2 separate regions of the Anas platyrhynchos genome follow, and region 1 is linked to region 2. A link is a contact called in public Hi-C data. All regions are on one chromosome and are shown on one strand. Each heading gives the region's core, a stretch centred on a gene start, on an enhancer-like site or on the middle of the called end of the contact. The rest is flanking DNA. Distances are from core to core; before and after follow the strand shown.

Region 1 (6,193 bases), core at 304-2,803, 52 kb before region 2:
AGCGAATGTACAAGTACGTTGCACCTCTTGGGAGTCTCGTGTGCTGTGATCTGCATGAAAAGAGCTTGGCAAGTTTACAGCTAACTTGCTGTTCTTGCAAGTTCTTGCATCTTGGATGTGAGAGTAGAGCCACCATGCTAAGGAGGATACCTGTGGTTTTAGACTGGGCAGGAAGGGTAGCAGCTGGAATTTATTTCCACATTTTGAAAGTTATCTCCACGATCGTAAGGGCTGGGTTTGTCAAACTTTATGCCAGAGACCAGACAAATTACAAACTGGCTCTGAAACCTAGGACTGGAGATGCAACACAAAGCCACTCCAGAGTCTTGGGTAACTAGACTTCACCATCTCCACGGGATAGTGATCAGCGATGCTATGTAAATTACTGTAATTACTGTGTCACGAAAACTCGTACACAATCAGGCAGATCTGGATTCTCTTCACTGTGGTATGCTACAATATAATTAGATGGAGATGCCCACAGCTACCAGAGGTTGAGGGAGGCCTCCAAATATTCAGAACTCAAAGCTTGCAAACTGAGCAGGTTCCAACCAACAGCAACAGAGCCGTTGAGATTAAACATTGCTTCCCTGGTACTGTAACATTAATTAGCTCAAGTAATTTGGCTCACTGAGCTTCCTTAAGGTATGGGGCTTTATCCTTTCAGCAGTACCATTCCTGCTGTGTTAGGAAACCGGTGTAGCCAAACTCAGAATAAGATCTTATAGAAGGGGAATATAGTATTTATTTAAAGAATTTGTATGTAAGCCAATTTTACCCGCTCACACTCATTCTTTTATAGATTTCACTTATTCACACTCACAAGCCACGAAATGTGTGTCCGAGTGGTCTGGTCCCAATCACCTGAGTGCCACATAAGCAAAATAGGATGGTGCCTGTCAAATCTTCACTAAATCTCCTACTTTTTGGAGAGTTCTTTAATAGTCGTTAAGAATTGTTGGGTTTTGGCGGTCCTGTGCTGCAGCCTCTCTTCCTGCTGGGCTGCCAAGAGAAGGAATAGGAGATGTGGAATGCTGTGACCCTGATGCCATCCTCCTATTATCAGAGAGCAGGGTCTTCTTTGAACAAGTCGACTGTGCTATGGTCTTAGTTGTGTGCAGGCCTTCTGGGCCTGGCAAAAAAAAAAACAAAGGCCAAACCTTTTGCTAGGCATGGCATCATTTGCTATGACTCCAAGCCATTCTTCAAACCACTGCTTTGCTATTGTGATGCTTACATTAACTAATTTTAAATTTATACCAAACCATCTATTTCTTTTACAAAGCTCCATGCTGATGATTGGTTCGTGCAGATCACAGCTCTGGTTTTGAAGAGTCTCTGAGTTCTGCTCAGGACAACATACAAATAACAATACAATACAACCCTGGAATTAGAATGAAAAAGAAATCCCCCAAGTTCTCCATCAAAAGCAGTGGTAAAATCTCACACTTAAAAAGTCAAATTAGTCCCAATTATTCACTGTCCCTTATAATTTATATTGACTGGCAGCTGCCACCACCTCCTGACCGCTTGGCTCATATTTATTCCACAGCAACGCATCACCTTCATCCAACAAGAGGAAAGTCAGAGCATTTCCCATTAATCCCCACCTGCACAACAGCACCGAGCCTTGATCTGCGCTGCCTGGGTGTTTCAGAGGGACGACAATGCTGCCTCGGCCTGGACAGAGGTAAGGAGATGCTTTGGGAGAAGGTGGAAACTAGAAACACCTGCCTTTAGGGCTGGATTGCCTGTTGCTGGCAGTGAAGCCAGGATGTTTATGGTGTGATGGGTACATCGTGTGGCCAGAAAGGAGAAGTGCAGTTTCTACTTGGCCTTTTTCTAGGGCTAAATCCTTCCATTCTGTCCAGCTGAGCAACTAAGTGGTAAAGAACTGAAGTTGTCCAGCTGCTAACAGTACATTTCATTTCCCTGCACTCCAATGTTGACACTAAAATAGGTATCACTCTGTTTTTTCTCTATTCTTAATTAATCCTGCTTTGCATGTTTTATTTTGTGAGCTGCTTTGTGTTCCCTTAAGTCAAATTTTCTGGTGTTCCTGCAAAATTAGGAAGGAGAAGCAGCAGCTACCTTTTTTTAGGAAAGCCTTAGTAACACTGCAGTAGTGGTTTTTATCTAAATGTTTTACGTGATCTAAATGTATGGGTAAGGGAAGGTTTCTAGGCTTTTGGTGATTTTTTTCTAACTAAAAAGAAGCTAAAGCAACATGGCTGAAATGAAGCTGCTTACTCAGACGTTACTAGAGTAAATGTGCAGCTGAGGGACTGGATTCCCCAGGTGCCTACCATATGGCTGTAAGTATTTGATTAACGACAACCGTTTTAGAACAGAAAACCTGTGGGTCCCACCTGGAAGAAAAGGTCTGGGAACGGGGAGGAGGGCAGGGCTGAAATTCAGAGCAACATCAGAAGAATTGGCAGAGGGTCTGGAAAAGAGAGGATCTAAAGAATTAATCTAGATGAGAATAACGAACTGCACAAATACTGTTGGGAAGCGGTGGATTAAGGAGCCGGATCAGGAAGTTACGGGCAGTTTGAAGCATGAGTCAAGTGCCCTGCTCTGTGAATAATCAGGTAGCATACCAGGATGTGTAAACAGGAACCCAGCCTGGAGAACCACACTAAATTTGCCTTATCATAGCCAGGCCTGTGCTGGAGTTTGGGGCAAGGTTTAGGTTTTGAGTTTCAAAGAAGCGTGACCTAGGGAGAGTGAATCAAGAGAACAAGGGGAATGGGTCCAAGACATGGAAATGCAGACATCTGGGAGTAAAAAGGGTTGTTAACCCCAGGAAGAAAAGGATCTCTCCCAGTCCTGTGAGACCAAACAATTTAGGAACATGTCTGGCAGCAGGTACACCCACAGCACAGCTCAGGCAGGGACCGAAGGACTGAAGGACTAAAGAAAGGGTGAGTACAAATTAAAGTGAGGAAGGCCTACGTGAAACCTTCTGAAAGGAACTTTAATAATACAACAGGGGGTTTTGCTGTCTCTTTGAGGTGACAAGCAAACAGAGCCTGTCCTGGCCTGTTGCCCAAATGGGCTGGCACCTCCAAAGGTGTCCGAGTGCCGATGCCAGGGCTAATAGCAAAACGCACGAGCACATCACCACTGCTGGGCTGCTAGCACCTTGCGGAGAGGGGTCGGAGCAGTTCTGTGCCCAGATGGCTCCTGCCCATGAGCACGGGTCGGAGTTTGCCTACAAACCTGTCCTGAAGGAGCGAGGAATGCGGTGCTACCAGGTTACAACACAGCGATGTTGCAACTCAGTGCCTGAGCTGTTCTAACAGGGGGATAAGGTCAGTCACCTCCACGCTGCCAGCAGAACCAGGGAAGACTTGTGGCAGCTCCTTCCCACTGCAAGACAGGCTGGTGAACTGATGTGTTACACCTAACATTCACTCTGTGGCTCTTAAAGGTGGCAAAGCGCTTCTGACTGCTCTTTCTTCCCCCTGCAGCACTATTAATATCCCTATAACGGACAACACGGAGACTGCCATCCCAGCTTCCCAGAGCACAGAAGCAGTGCTTTCAGGTCTGATTGTGGCACTCAAGCCCTGCTTTGTGCTGTAGGCACGGGGATTGCCCCTCGAGTGCCAGCACCCGCAGAATGGGTTAAATAAATCCTTTCCCTTCACTGCAGAGACTTTGCTGCACAAGGTCCTGAGCTCCCGGAGCAGCAGGAAAACGCCTGCCCTGGCGCTCACCAACCCTGAGCAGCCTGGGGTAGGGGCTTGGCTGGATTTGGCAGCAGGATATGGGCGGGAGAGCAGGGTCCGCTCCCTCCCAGCCCTGCCCTGCAGCAGCCCCAAAACGAAGAAAGGGGAGGAGGAGGAGGGGGGGGTTCTCCGGTAGGGGAGGGGGGAGCACGCCCCGCTCCCATTGGCCGCCGGCTCGCCCCGCTCCCATTGTGACGCAACTCCTCGCGCTCCCATTGGCTAAGACGCGGGGGAAGGGGGCGCGGCGCCGGGGCCGGGGGAGAGCGGGGGCGCCGGGGCCGCTGCTCGGTAGGTGCGGGCCGGGCACGGGGTGCGGGGCTTGGGGGGGGGCCTGGGGGGGCTCCGGGGGGCTCCGTGAGCCCAGGGGGGTGTCCGCGGGGAGAAGAGGGCGGGTTCTGCTGTTTTGGCCCCTCTCCGTTACAGGTAGCGGTGTTGCAGCTGCGGTTGCTGCGTTAGCAGGGCATGCTTCGGCGGGTCCCGCTGCTCTCCCCCTTTTTGGGGGGGTTAAAGCACAACTCCGAGTATTTCTTTTTAGCCGTAGAAGGGCTTTTTGGGAGAAAAGCGTGCCAGAAAAAAAGGAAAACAGTAATAAAAAGGAAATCCTGCAGGCCCAAAAAGCAGTGTTGGTGTGGGTGTGATCCCAAAACAGCAAAAAACTGCCCGCAGTGTGTGTGACCCCAAACCAAAAGCAGTGCCCGCAGTGTGCGTGACCCCAAATTGTGGTTTGGGGTGCCCCGCTGAACAGGACCCCAGGACGGAAGCTCCGGCCACGTCGCCGCTTTTGTTGCAGCCCGTGGGCCGAGCGCTGGCGGTGGGACGCGGTGGGTTGGGGCACAGCCCTTGTTTTCCACCAACTTCGGTGGCGACTTTTTGGCAGGCAGCTTCCTCTTGACAACGGGGAAAAGTCGAGGGATCGGTTTCCGGAGAGATCCCGTTACTCCTTCTGGACGTGCCCCCCCTGAGGTGAATGAAAAGCTTTTTGTTTTCATTCATTGTTTTGTCCGAGAAGTGGCCATGGGTACTGTTTCTGTGCCGCTCCATCGCTGGTGGGACAACCGAGGGCTCCGCTGTGGTGAGGATTTCTGGCTGCTTTCCTGGGCTTTTAAGGCCAGTGGAAAGTCTCCGCTGTGCCTAAAGCCCTGGCTGTACGTCACTCTGTGGCCGTGTTGAGCTTCTCTTTGTCTGTCCTGGCCAAGGGCTGGGGCTTGCATCCCATCGTGGGGCTCTTGGTGTGGCCTGGCCACCAGCAACATAAACTTCGGTGTTGCTGCTGTTGGAAAACGGTGAGAAACCCGGCTGTCTAGATGCTCTTGGGAGTTGCAACTATGCTTTAGTAGTAGGAGAGTTTGAAAACTTACAGAAAGTTCATTTTCAGTCTGTTTTTAAATGCAGCTTATTGTCCAGCTGCCCGGCATGTGTGGGCTGGAGGTATCTGTTATTACTGGGCTGGCTGACGTGAGACTTAAGCCACTAAATCTGATAGAAATAGCAAGGTACAGCAGCCCTCTAAAAGTAAGGAGGTGTGCCAAGGTTGGTTGTTAACTAATGCATGCGAAATTTAAACTTTTAAATACGCTTTGGTGCCTTGCTAAGCTTTGCTTTGTTTTCTGATTTTTCTAATTTTTAATTCACTGGTTGTAAAGGCATTTGTGTCCCAACCTGTGGGTTTCTCAAGCCCTCCTGGCTGGTAGGATTGGGACGGAATTGAAAATCTGGATCGTTTCTGAATGTACAGAGAGAGCGGCTTCCTGCTCGTGTGCTGGCTGCAGGGGATGTGAATGCATCTTCCTGTGGTAACTCCAAGCCCCCGGGGGGGTTTAATTGAAAGGATTATGTTGATGTGAACAGCGTGGTGGACTATAAATACATATTAATGATGAGAGAGAGTTGCATAGAGAAGGGAAGAGCGTTTCTTAAGGCGTGAAGCCAGGGACTGAGCCTACATCCCAGACTGCTGGATTTGTGTTAGCTTCTTGGAGATCTGGCCACAAATGCCTGCCTGCTGCGTAATGACGGCACGGGGAAGGCACTGCGAGCATGTGAAACACGCCGGCAAGGAGAGGAGCGAGCTGCTGGGGTGTCTGCTCACGTCCTGGCCGCTGGTGATGCCCCCTGCTCAGTCAGGGAAGAAAGCACCAAAAAGGGTGAGCATGAGGTGGGAGAGGGGGGCAGACAGGCTGTTAGGCTCTGAAAGTGACACTGGGATTTAATACGTGGTACCCGTTTGGGTTAGAACAGCAGGAATCCCACTGCGAGTGTCACTTCTCCCCGGTGCAAAGACCCTGGCTTTCAGAGCCAGGCACACAAATACCCTCAGAGGATTTCCTGGGCATTTCAATCACCTGGAAGTTGGACTTGACCTTTTGGCGTCCGATTCGCTGAGACTTCTGTGCGTGACTTGTTCAAACAAAACGTGGAAATTAGCTCTGCAAGCAAAGTGGCTGGCTGGGAACCAG
Region 2 (5,940 bases), core at 1,016-3,515:
TAGCACAGCAGGCTTTCCTGCATCCCACGGACCAGGAAGCCAGCATCCAGATGTTTCCATCTCCTAACCTCTTGTATGCTGCCTCCAAGTGAGGCAGGAGTCAGGATTTAATCTCTCCGATATTCTCACACGGGGCCTATTTACCAAGCACCTGGCAGTCTGCCCTCACATCCTACTCCCATGGTATAGTCAGCTCTGAAATTTCTGGTCATACCTCATCTTGCTTCAGTCACTGCAAATCGCCAATTTCTGATTCACAGTATGCAAGGAATGTCTTTATTTATTTATTTATTTATTTATTTATATTTTTTCCCCTGAAATTAATTGAAATAACAGATTAATTTAACACACTTCCATGCTACCTTTCCTTTCCCTTGCCATCACCCTCATGTGGGGTTAGACGCACACATACGTCCTAAAATCCACGCTGGTTCTTGAATTGCTGATACCTGTGGAACAGTGCAGGATGTCATCTCTACAAAAAAAAAACTATACATGAGCTGTTGAGTACATCATAATCATTACAGATCAGTCTAGCATCTACAGATCAAACCCAGCAATGGATTTGAAGACAACAACTTCCGATTGCAAAATTAATATCCTTATTTTCACACATATTTGTGCACAAATGGAGGCTACCACTGACTTCATTTTGTTCCTGAAGTCGTTAGTGCAAGCAAATGCAGTCTAATTAAATAAACCCCATGAAGTACTGCTACCTCAGGTGTCATGTTCTCTGACTTTTTTTTTTCTTTTCTAAGTCTTGCTTTTAAGAAGAATATAATAGGGGCTACTCTTAAAAACCAACAGCATGTGGCAATATTTTCCTTCTAAACAGCAGCATTGCATTGGCATGTTTTTAATGGGACCAAGCTTATATCTGTGTAAAAGTATTCTATAAAAACTGAACTAAAAATTTAGAAAAATGGTAAAAAAGCAATTAAAAAGGTTACCTGTTACTTGTTAAAAGTAACCTTTACTGTTATGGGGATGAACTCCACAGCAGTGAGGAATTAATTGATTTGAAATCTCTCTTTTTTTTTTTTTTTCTTTTTTTTTTAAATTTGAGGTGTAAATAGACTTCAGTAATCAGAAATCTATCACCACAAAATTATGTCAAAACATGTCCCTGCATATGTTTTGGATAAGTTTTGGAAACTCCATTAATTTTTGATAAAGTCACTATTCAAAAGTCAGCACTGTGGTCGCATCAGATGAGATAGGTTCTGGTCTGGGCTCCATCTCGGACATCCCCTATGTGATAATCACTTAAAATTACATTTTCAGAGGTGGCATTTAATTTTGGATAAGCCAGCTTTGCTTGCCAGACTTTAATATCTGGTACCCAGTTCTCGGAAGGTGGTTTCATTGGCTTCAGCTGGTATGAAGAGAACTCCAGATCTTTGCAAATCAGATTCCCAAACGTCTGAATGTCCATTGTTTGGTATTTGGATGCTCTGCAAAGTGTCCATAAAATATTACCAAGGACATAGAGGAGAACTCAAGTTTGCATCCACTGCATGTGCCAAAACTACTGCTGAACATTTAGGGTGATGGGGAGTAGAGCTCAGAGCATCCAGAAGCTTGCCGTGACTGAGGTATTTGATGCCCAGGACACCTCATCCACACATTGCAGTGCTTCTGTCTAGGCCACAAGAAATTAAAGTGCTTCAAAAAGAAGCCATAGCTGAAAAAAACAAAAAAACAAAAAAAAAAAACAAAAAAAAAAAAACAGATTTGCTCTGCCATAAAGCCATCCATAGCCCCTAGCTATCAGTGAAATGAATGGAAGTATGTGCCTTACAGGGATCTGGGCCTTTGTGACAAGGCATCATCTCATGTATCATGATCAAAATTCATTATGATTTGCAACGTCTGAATGATGTAACTTTGTCTGTAGTTGTCTTTTAAAAATTTTGAATGGCAGATGCCAAACAGGCTAGTGATACTACATGGAATTGAATTAAACTGAATTAAAAAAGAAACAAAAACATAACCTTTATAATGTGTTCTTACGTTTACCTGGAAACAAATCAACAAAAATAATAGTTTGCACTCTGTAATTGTGTGATACTAAAGAGGCATAATGTTTTCTCTATATTTGGAAGAAATATTATTGAAAAATGCCCTCCAAAAAAAAAAAAAACTGTGCTCAACATATTTTAATTCTACGTCCAAAACCAGCGCTTACCAACCCCAGTGTTACCTACACGGGATCATATGATCGAGGTGAAGACATTCTGCAACTATGCCACTGTTTCCAGCACGCATGACTCAGAATGGGTGTTGCTAACAGGGAGGAGAATCCGGTCCCTTTTGTCCTGCACACAAACCCAGGCCTGCTGAGCACTCTCTTCTTACACAGCCTGACACCTGAGCTGCTTTTTCTGAGCAGGAAATGGATCCTGTGCAGGACACCTGAGCAAGCTTGGTTTTGGTAACAAGGAGAGTTAGATATTCAAGATTTGGTAAAAGTCAGGGTGCCTTAATGCTAATGAGCTAATCTGCCCTTTAACCCATAACCGATTCGGAAGCATTCTGACTTCCTGAATATTTCTGACTTACTGCCTCCACTAGTTCATAAATCCAACAAATAATACTCAGCATTTAGTCAATTCTAAGAGATGCTTTCTTTGAATCTCATTTTTAAATTTTGATAGAGCAATGAAATAATTCTGAGGCAAAGGTAAAATACCTCGGTAGGAAACAAAACCGATTAATGAAGAGAAAAGGATTAATGCCAACACTTGGGTGGGGTGTCTTTCCCCTGCTCTGCCAAAACAACACCGGAACCTGCCTCAAATACACAGGAAAGGGCCTCGGGTTCCCCAGCCTGCACAGAGCTGGCATCGGCACCTCCTGTACACCTACACCGAGCCGGCTCAGTAAGAAGTGAAAGTGGGACTAGAAACACACCATTTCCTCTGCTTTCATACGCTCCAGGCTGCCACTTCGTTTAATGAAGAACTCTTCTCAGGCTGATCAGACACTAAGGAGATGTCTTCTGTTCCTCCCAGACCCTCTCTTCCCTGCTCTACCAAGCAGAGCTCTGGGTGTCCCCAAAACCCTTTCCCCTGTCTGTTCTGAGCATTTCCTGCCTCTGTTCGTGCGGTTTCTCTATGCCTGCACATTTGGATAAACACAGATTACTAAATTGGCAAGTTCATAAAAATCCATTCAGCTCAGTATGAGATAGATGCAGTACTTTATCTCAAAAACTTCAGCACTCCACTTAGTCATTATACTTTTATTATCTTTTATCACAAAGCCTTGCTCTCTTGCAAAAGTCACAGCAAGAAACTGCCCCACCTCCCAGCAGGAAATGGTGTGTAGGTCTCTCCACGGCTTTACAAGAACAGCTAGTGGGCACTAGCTCCTTGCAAGAGAAGTTGTTCATTTACACAATATTATACAAAGGTTACTTTACGAGTTACTGCAAGAACACAAAGTCATGAAATACATTTAAAATTTACTCTGAAAATGAAAATATATATATATTATTTTATTTTATTTGTTTCTTTACAATCTTCTAAGCAAGTTTAACTAACTAGAATACACACAGTATGGAAAACGTGCAATATATGTACAAAGAGGACACTTCAAATGTATATAGTGCCCTATATTTGCACGCATCAATTCACTGATTTTTAAGTTTCTCCCTTCAAGACTTCTTTGCATGACTAACCTACAAAAGCAATACCAATCCCTGTACAGTTTGGATCTAGTTAAATTAAATCTCTCTTACTACGATTTATTTGTGAATACATTGTACTATTAGCACAGGGCAAGCACTTTACAAGTACCAACGCCGTGAAGCATCTCTGGGGTGGGGTGGTGTTCCTCAGCGCCACTCATGCAGGCAATGGATCTCGTGCCCCACTGATGCACTGGCATCCACTGGCATGGAGAAGACACTCTCCATTGCCCTGCTTGCAGCAAGTGGCACTGACACGAACAGACCCCAGTACAACTTCTCTCCCTGCTACGAACTAGGAGCTGACACTTCCTTCCTTACAGACTTCGCGTTTTCTTTTTTGCTTTTGGACATTAAGTACCAGCTCAGCTCAACTAAACTGGGTGAAGTAAGTTTTTAAATAGATTTCCGTTCAAACCACGTTATATTTCCTCTCCTGCATTGTGCATGGCCTTTAATAAAACACCAAAACCTTTTAAGGCTATCCAGCAACTGCCAGTAAGAGTTGGTAGCAAGAACAGCGTTAGCTAATGACTACGCTGTGCAATACACAAGTTCCTCCTTAACAGGCGTATTTCTGGTGCAGAACTTGCATCCTTTTGATGCCTAATCTTATATGTTATGCAAGAAGCAGCAAATTAATCCTATATTCTGCAGTGATTGGCAGACTTCAGTGTCACTATTTCTTGAGTGACTTTAATTACACTGTGATTTCTGACTGTGGTTCTTAACCTAACCCCTTGTTATGCAGGCTTTTATTGAACTAATAGTCTAAATCCCTGGCAGAAAACGTCTCACATAGTAAAAGTTATGGGGGGTGTATATTAATGTAACAAAATTAAACTCATAAACATACTTACAGAGATCTAGTGGTCTCATACAAGTTAGAAAATGCATTGTTTGTTCATCCTTTTTCTTCAGGTCTCTCAAATTAAACTCTAATTTACCTCCAAGCAGAGCACACTTTGCCATTGCTCCACACGAGGAAGCACTGCGGAAGCATTCTGACAGACCAACAAGTGATTAAAACCCAAACTGAAACATCTCTCGTTCCCAGAGCTCAGGGGCTTTGCTCATGACCATTAGAACAATAGGCACGGTACATGTCCAGCTTATTGAAACTGAGACTTGGGCCGGTTAAGCGATGTGTCCAAAATTACACAGCAAGTCTAACAGCTGTGTGCAGGCAAGCTCACCATACCCAAGCCCTCTTTGCTGGGTTCAATGAGCTGAGTGACTTCAGACACACGGATTAACTACTTTTTCTGGACAAAGAACAGGCTTTTAAAACAATTGCTTAACGTATTTGACTCCAGCCAATAATATAAAACCTTCACTTTAAAAAATATTAAAACATCATGCAGTGAAAAATGGAAAATATTAAGGCTAAGCTTATTTATACTAGAGTGCAAGACATACCCAGGTGGAGCTGCTGGGCTCCAGAATGACCAGAAGTCCTTCCGTGATGGCTGCAGCATGCAGGATTGGCCCACGTACATTCGGATTGCCTCCTTGTCCGATGAGGCGGTGCCTTGCCTTCGCATCACTCTTAATGTGTGAATGCAGTTAAAGCACGATAAAAAGGCACACCTTTTGCTAGTGTTTTTTGTTTTTTTTTTTTTACATTTCAAAGCATGCCAAAAAATCAGAACTATTATTCGTGTGACTTGGATGTGTAAGTATACAGCAAATGTGTGTGCTTTTGTTGTCTCTGTCTAATTATAGCATGCTGCTGTTCAGGGGATCACAGGATCACAGAATCATTAAGATTGGAAAGGACCTTCAAGGTATCTGGTCCAACCATGACCCTACTACCAATGTCACCACTAAACCATGCCCCCAAGCACCACATGCAACATTTCCTTGAACACCTCCAGGGATGGTGACTCCACCAGTTCCCTGGGCAACCTGGTCCCAATGCCTGACTGCTCTTTTTGATAAGAAATGTCTCCTAATTTCCAACCTAAACCTCCCCTGGTGCAACTTGAGGCCGTTCGCTCTGGTCCTATCACTGGGTACCTGTGAGAAGAGGCTGACTCCAGCTCCCCACACCTTCCTTTCAGGTAGCTGCAGAGAGCAATGAGGTCTGCCCTGAGCCTCCTCTTCTCCAGACTAAACACCCCCAGCTCCCTCAGCCGTTCCCCACAGGCCTTGTGCTCCAGACCCTTCCCCATCTCCGTAGCCCTGCTCTGGACACGCTGCAGGGCCTCGATGTCCTTTTTGCAGTGAGGGGCCCCAAAGTGAGC

Evidence for each region. Hi-C and Micro-C count contacts between places; a contact is called where the count stands out from the background.
Region 1: a contact with region 2 is called in a Hi-C map of liver, with 4 times the contacts expected there. The contact joins the promoter of CEP68 here to the enhancer-like site in region 2. A contact is called at or near these places in 6 of 8 Hi-C or Micro-C datasets (F1 follicle, F5 follicle, liver and 2 more).

The regions. Positions count from the first base shown.
Region 1 is chr3:13,021,990-13,028,182 of IASCAAS_PekinDuck_T2T, reverse strand. It overlaps CEP68 (centrosomal protein 68), which reads left to right and starts at 1,553. Exons shown (of 7, transcript XM_072035310.1): 1 at 1,553-1,690. LOC113843090 (a long non-coding RNA gene) reads right to left here. Exons shown (of 2, transcript XR_003496093.3): 2 at 5,292-6,193.
Region 2 is chr3:12,970,531-12,976,470 of IASCAAS_PekinDuck_T2T, reverse strand. No RefSeq gene overlaps it. Among named protein-coding and RNA genes, the nearest start is that of ACTR2, 3.5 kb to the right of the region's middle. Within about 2 kb of position 2,265, at least 2 of the 8 cell types and tissues checked have an H3K27ac peak or open chromatin away from gene starts, as enhancers often do. A contact at or near this core is called in subcutaneous adipose tissue, where this site is marked.